2 separate regions of the Sus scrofa genome follow, and region 1 is linked to region 2. A link is a contact called in public HiChIP or PLAC-seq data. All regions are on one chromosome and are shown on one strand. Each heading gives the region's core, a stretch centred on a gene start, on an enhancer-like site or on the middle of the called end of the contact. The rest is flanking DNA. Distances are from core to core; before and after follow the strand shown. Region 1 overlaps ISOC1 (isochorismatase domain-containing protein 1). Region 2 has its middle 92 kb from the start of CTXN3.

What was found. HiChIP or PLAC-seq counts read pairs in DNA pulled down with a chosen protein or histone mark.
Region 1: an H3K27ac HiChIP or PLAC-seq map of alveolar macrophages shows a contact between it and region 2. The contact joins two enhancer-like sites. A contact is called at or near these places in 1 of 47 Hi-C or Micro-C datasets (embryonic fibroblasts) and 1 of 2 datasets of contacts at active chromatin or transcription factors (alveolar macrophages).

The regions. Positions count from the first base shown.
Region 1 is chr2:131,872,924-131,875,902 of Sscrofa11.1, reverse strand. All of the region lies in intron 4 of ISOC1 (isochorismatase domain-containing protein 1), which reads right to left. Among named protein-coding and RNA genes, the nearest start is that of ISOC1, 17 kb to the right of the region's middle. Within about 2 kb of position 1,317, at least 9 of the 83 cell types and tissues checked have an H3K27ac peak or open chromatin away from gene starts, as enhancers often do. A contact at or near this core is called in alveolar macrophages, where this site is marked.
Region 2 is chr2:130,687,305-130,690,345 of Sscrofa11.1, reverse strand. No RefSeq gene overlaps it. Among named protein-coding and RNA genes, the nearest start is that of CTXN3, 92 kb to the right of the region's middle. Within about 2 kb of position 1,670, at least 17 of the 83 cell types and tissues checked have an H3K27ac peak or open chromatin away from gene starts, as enhancers often do. A contact at or near this core is called in alveolar macrophages, where this site is marked.

The DNA.
Region 1 (2,979 bases), core at 68-2,567, 1.2 Mb before region 2:
TGCAGCAGCTTGAAATATAGCTGTGGCATGGGTTTGATCCCTGGCCTAGGAACTTCTGTAAGTTGCAGGCATGGCCAAAAAAACAAATTTAAGGTTGTATAGAGTTTCAGTGACAAGTCAAAGAACATCCCTGACAAACTGCTCCAATGGAGTCACAATAAAGACCAAAGGACAGAAATCTCAAGGGGGGCGGGGGGGGGGCATGGAAGAGTATGGAGAAGGGAGAAAGGAAAAAGGGAGTGAGGAGGGAAGAGAAGAGAAAACAGAGCCAAGGGGTAGGGGATGGGGACGGGAAAAGAATTCGGAAGTAGGGAGTCATTTCTGGATGTAACGATCAGAAACCCGAGGGGAAAAAAACAGACCAACTGTTATCCCAAGAAACGCCCACTCTAAGAGCTGCAGAAGATGAGGTGGTCAGACACGATTCTTAGGCAAGTCAGAGGAAGAGACTCAGATCAGGCTCTCGTCATAAAAGGGTCACCTGAATAACCGGGACATGCCAACTGAGTCAAAGTAAACCCTTCCGATGGCCGTAGATCCGAGGGCCCAACCTTCCCCCGGCAGACTCTTCCTTTTCATCCCCAAGGACAGAGACTGCCTATCAGAAAGCAAGCTTGGGCCTCAACAACCAGTACCAGAAGAGTGTGCAGAGCAGCGGAACAGAACTCTCGAGAAATGAAGAAACAGCAGAGTTACAGGGAAAGAGGAAGAACAAAAGCAAGGCTGCTGGTAGTCTTTACATTGGGACAAATACTAGAGTGCAAGGTATCTCTTAAGTTTTTTAGACTTCTGGAGACTAATTTCCCTCCTCTTGACTTTTTTTTTTTTTTTTTTTTTTTTTTTTGCTTTTTATGGCCACATCCACGGCATACGGAGGTTCCCAGGCTAGGGGCTGAATCGGTAGTACAGCTGCTGGCCTACACCACAGTCACAGCCATGGTGGATCCTTAACCCACAGAGCGAGACCAGGGATCGAACCTGCAACCTCATGGTTCCTAGGTGGATTCATTTCTGCTGCGCCATGACGGGAACTCCAGCCTCCTCTTGACTTTTCAGTCACGTCCTGACTCTCATATCAAAACCCTTAGAAATCTCAAAGGACTGACTGTCTGTTTGCTTCAGCCAGAAGAGTGGGGAGTAAATGTAAGGGGAGCTGCAGCTCCTGGTGTGAACGTCCTGTATTCAAACCCAGGGCTCCCCCTCACCAACCGGTGGCCCTGCCTTCCTTAGTGCTCCTTGTTCAGTCAGTGGACATGGCAGTGAGTCAGTCTGAATCTGAGTCACACTCTCAGTGTCTGTGCAAGTGCTTTATTTCGATGTGCTAACACAGGTCAGGCCTCAGTAACCGTGAGGCAGGAAGGACAGCAAACTGTGGCCAGGTCTGAGGGAGAAATGGGATGACTCAGGAAGAAGCCAGCTTTCTCCACAGCACTCTGCTGACCCGAGCCAGGTCCACCCCAAGCCAACAATCCTGGGGGATGCTAGGCGCAAGCTGGGACACTGAAGGCAAGAAAATACCTTCTAGTCAATAGAAACCTACACAAAATCTCTCAGCTTCAAGCCTGAGACACGGCCAATTCGGCTGCATTCAAAGATAAGCAAGCCAGGAACCTGTTTTGGGAAGGGGATGGCTCAGGCCTTTGCTAGGAATGCAAAGTTTGCAGGTCAAGTTCACAAACCTTCCCAGGTGGTGCCTGCCCTGCCCCGTCCTGAAAGAGTGCCTGCGGGGAAAGAGAACAAGCAGCACCTTCTCCAGTCCCCGGCAGGTGCCTGACCACCACCCTGAGCGATGAGGACACCTACAATACTGGGACCCAAAATCATCGTATCTCCTGGCTGAAAAAATGGCAACTAAAACTCCAGCTGTTTCATGCACATGGGGCCATGGCTTAAGAGGCTTCCCCAGTTCTCCTGTTACACTTGTAAAACCAGTTCAACTGGGCCAAAGGGAAGGAAAGGGGACTCTGAACTACAAACCTAAAAATGCAAGAACACAAACTGTGGCAAGCCTCAGAGAGGGCAGCAATTTTGGGGGGGGGGGCACAGATGGGGACTAAACCCATTAAATTCCCAGGCAACACTACCAACTCCCCAGAAGGCCAAGGACATCAGGCTCAAGAGAGAGGGTTCTATTTTGTTTTATTCCATATTTACTCTACATTTATAAGTTGAAAGAAAAATGCCTGACAGATGATAAGTGCTCAAAAAAAGTGAGTGGAATAAAGCCCACACCACAGATCCCGGCAGAGAAGTTTCAATAATGGTGACTATACATCTTACTAGCTTAAGAATCTTTTTTTTTTTTTTTTTCCCTAGGGCTCCTCCCGAGGCACATGGAGGTTCCCAGGCTAGGGGTCGAATTGGAGCTGTAGCTACCGGCCTACGCCACAGCCACAGCAACGCAGGATCCGAGCCGCATCTGCAACCTACACCACAGCTCACGGCAAGGCCAGGGATGGAACCCGCAACCTCATGGTTCCTAGTCGGATTCATTAACCACTGCACCACGACGGGAACTCCTAGCGTAAGAATCGTAACAGGCAGTGTGGAGTGTCTCCGAATGATCCATCTTAGGAAGGGGAACCCTCGAGACGGCTGGTTCACTTTCAGAGTCACAGAATGACTCATTTCTTCCAAGGATTGAGGGACTAACTAAAACACCTCCACAGCAAATTAAGACGAAGAGGAAAACATCTGAAATGAGGCACCCCTCCTCCATCACGGCCTGACCTGCTTCCTTTCTCCCCTGCAACCTCAGCAACTGGAACCCAAGGCACCCAGCTCTTCTGCATCCACCCAGACCATATTCTTTCCTTCCCTCCTCAGCACGTCTCAGGACTCGTCCCTTCTGGGTCTTGGAAGCTACCTGATGCTTATACAGCTCTGATCAGACGAACCTTGTGAAGACAACAACAAATAACAGCTTCAGCAAGAAATAAAAGCAACAGCTACCATTTGAGTGTTCACCACGTCTGGCAC
Region 2 (3,041 bases), core at 421-2,920:
AGCTACTACTAAGAAGTAAGAAAAAGGCTCCCATGTGCTTTCATGAAAAGTTGGGAAACAAAACTACCATATTATCCTCCATTGAAATGTCTTCATATTTTGAATATCACCAATAAATTCCTCTTTGTGAATTTATTTATTTATTTATAATTTATTTAAATTCCTTCTTGCTGTGTCATATCTATGTTTTATCCCTACTTGGGAAAAACAATGGTTAGGAAAAAAAAAAAAAATTCGAGTTCCCCACCAAGGTTCCTACCTCCCAGCTCTTACTTTAAATCATGACATCTCTTTCCTGGCTAGTGTTTATGCCCCACGTAGTATGCAACCAATATTTTGCTAGGTAGAGTATCCAGAAGATGCATGAAGCAAATTCTGACTACATGGTCATTCTTGGATTCACCTCCTTGGTGAGAAAGTGATCATAGACTCCTCTCACTCCCCAGTTGCCCCTGACCCTGGCAAAACGCTGAAAAGGTCATATATCAGCACTGCCCATTCAGCTCTCAGCCTGGGCAAAATCAGAGAATGAGCAGAAACAGACAGAAGACTTAAAAGATGAAGTGGAAAGAAAGAAGGTCAAAGTACTAAAGTCCCTTTACCAAAGGAGGAGCTGAGAAAGAATAGGAGAGACAGCGAGGTAGTGGAAAAACCAGATCGGACAAGGGGGCTGGGGAGGGGGGCCGCTCCTGGTTGAAAGTCTCTGAGATGATGAGTAACCACTCTGTTGTGATGTGGTTGTCTTTCAACCACTTTGAGAGAGACCAATAAAAAAGGAAACTTATGCAAATAATGCAGACACACACCCTAGCCCATGACACAAGACTCAGAGATTCACATAGTTCTTTTATGACCACTAGCAGGAATTGAGATAAATTAACATTTACGGAGACCCTAACTGAGAGCCAGATACACTTATGTCATTCAGTCCTCGCAATAATGTGTTTGCCCCCTTGAGTGTGCGTAAGACAGCTGTGACTGGGAGCGACCAAGGGAACGGGCCAAGGTCATAAAGCAAGTAAGTGGTGGAGCAGAAACAAAGCCTGAGCTCTCCTGGGCCTGCCGCTGGGAGCCAGGAACCAGCAGCCAGTGATGAATGAGAGACACGGAGCCAACACTGTTGCCAGAGGAAGTATGTCAGGAACTGGCCTGCTGAGCCCCTCTGCACTGGGGCACCTCTGGGTCTTTGCTTCATTGTGAAACTGGGTTTTCTGACACTTTCTTAGCCCCAAGGCTGTGAGATCTCTTGGCATGTGTATGGTCATAGACCGCAGCCTATCAGAGCCCCTTTCTTTGTCCGTCCTGTGTGTGCTGGTGATAGAAGCCAGCACACAGGCAAAAACTGCTTTATTATGAGCTTCTGAGACCTTTTGCCTCTTCTTTTTTCTTCTTCTTAACACTTTTCCTTATTTTCTGTTCCTCCTTCTAGTCTTTTATCTACTACCTAATTTCCAGACATTTTCTCCCACTGATCTTAACCTACAGGAAATATAATCAAGTGTTTTCTTTAACTAAATGTAGCAATGTCCTGAATTGCTTACCATTAATATCCAGGACAAGAGTGGGATTCTTACATCCCTTTCTTTGCTGACGTGCTGCAAACTTACTTCTTTGAGCTGTGCACAGCCCAGATTAAAAGCCTGAAATGTAAATTATCTTGATTTCACAATTCTCTTATTTTGACCCTAGTGACACAACTGCAGAGAAATAAAGAATGTTAGCTAGAAGAGGCCAACAAAGAACTGTCATCTGTGTGACCTCAGAGAGGAAGCACCACCCTCTTCTTATTTCCTCATTATGTCTACATTTCTTCTTTTTCATAGTGAACCAACAGAGACCTTGCTAGAAGGGACCCTAGAAAGGTTAAGTTTAAGTTACCTGAGGCCCAGGACCAATCGATGCTTAGTGTAGGTGAACCCCTAGGCATCTATTTGCCTTAGTTCTATGTGAATCACTAAGAAACAAAGCCAGGAGGCAAAAATTCAGATAAGGTTGACATTTATCCTCTTCTCAAAGGCAGGATCCATTGGTTGACAATGCCATGAGCTTCCACTCCTAGTCCCAGCACAAATCTTTGTCCCTGCTATTTCTTCTGCCCTCCCCACTTGTTTCTAGCCCACCAGGCCAACCCATCGGGCCAGGGCCCAGCTACGGGATAGACAAAATGATTTGGATTACCAGTGAAAGCTAGCTAGCGTTCCATCAACCCTAAATCGATAGTATTTAAAAGAAGCTTTAATTGGGAGTTTGGGATTGACATATACACACAACTACAGAAAAGATGACTAACAAAGACCTCCTGTACAGCACAGGGAACTCTGCTCAATATTCTGTAAGAGCCTAGATGGGAAAAGAATCTGAAAAAGAATGGATAGGTATGTACATAGATAATTGGATCATGTCACTGTATACCTGAAACTAACACAACACTGTACATCAACTGTACTCCAATTAAAATAAAATAAATCAAATCTTAGCATGTGTACAGGAAAACATATTCCTTCACACACACACCCGCATACACAGCACTGTCTGGGCCACTAAAGGCAATTTCTGTTTTTGCAACTATGAAGTGGCATCGCCTGGTAAGGAAGACAGTGGCACCCAGTGGACAAACGTTTGATTGTTTGAGACAGGTGTTCCATTCAGAAATATTCTCCTATCTTAGCCTTTAGAAAGGTCATTTGCTCCCCTTACCTTTCTCTATCCTTCTGTCATCACATTTTTAAAAGACATCTATGAATTTAAACATAGGATTGAATGGAGTGATGTTACAGTTGTTATCTGCTCAGGAATAAGGAACTAAAACACTGGAAAAGGCAAAAATTTCAGGCTTAAATCCTCTGAGAGCAGTGTCTGTATTTGATTAACCTGTTTCAACAGTAAGAGTGGAGACAGCCAAATCTAATAAAATACTCAACTTAATTAAAAGTGTAATATTGACAGTGCCTTTAAGGTGTTTTTTTTTTTTTTTTTTTTTTTTTTTTTTTTTTTTTTTTTGCACATCACCTTTTGCTTTTCCTCACACTATTGCCAACTTC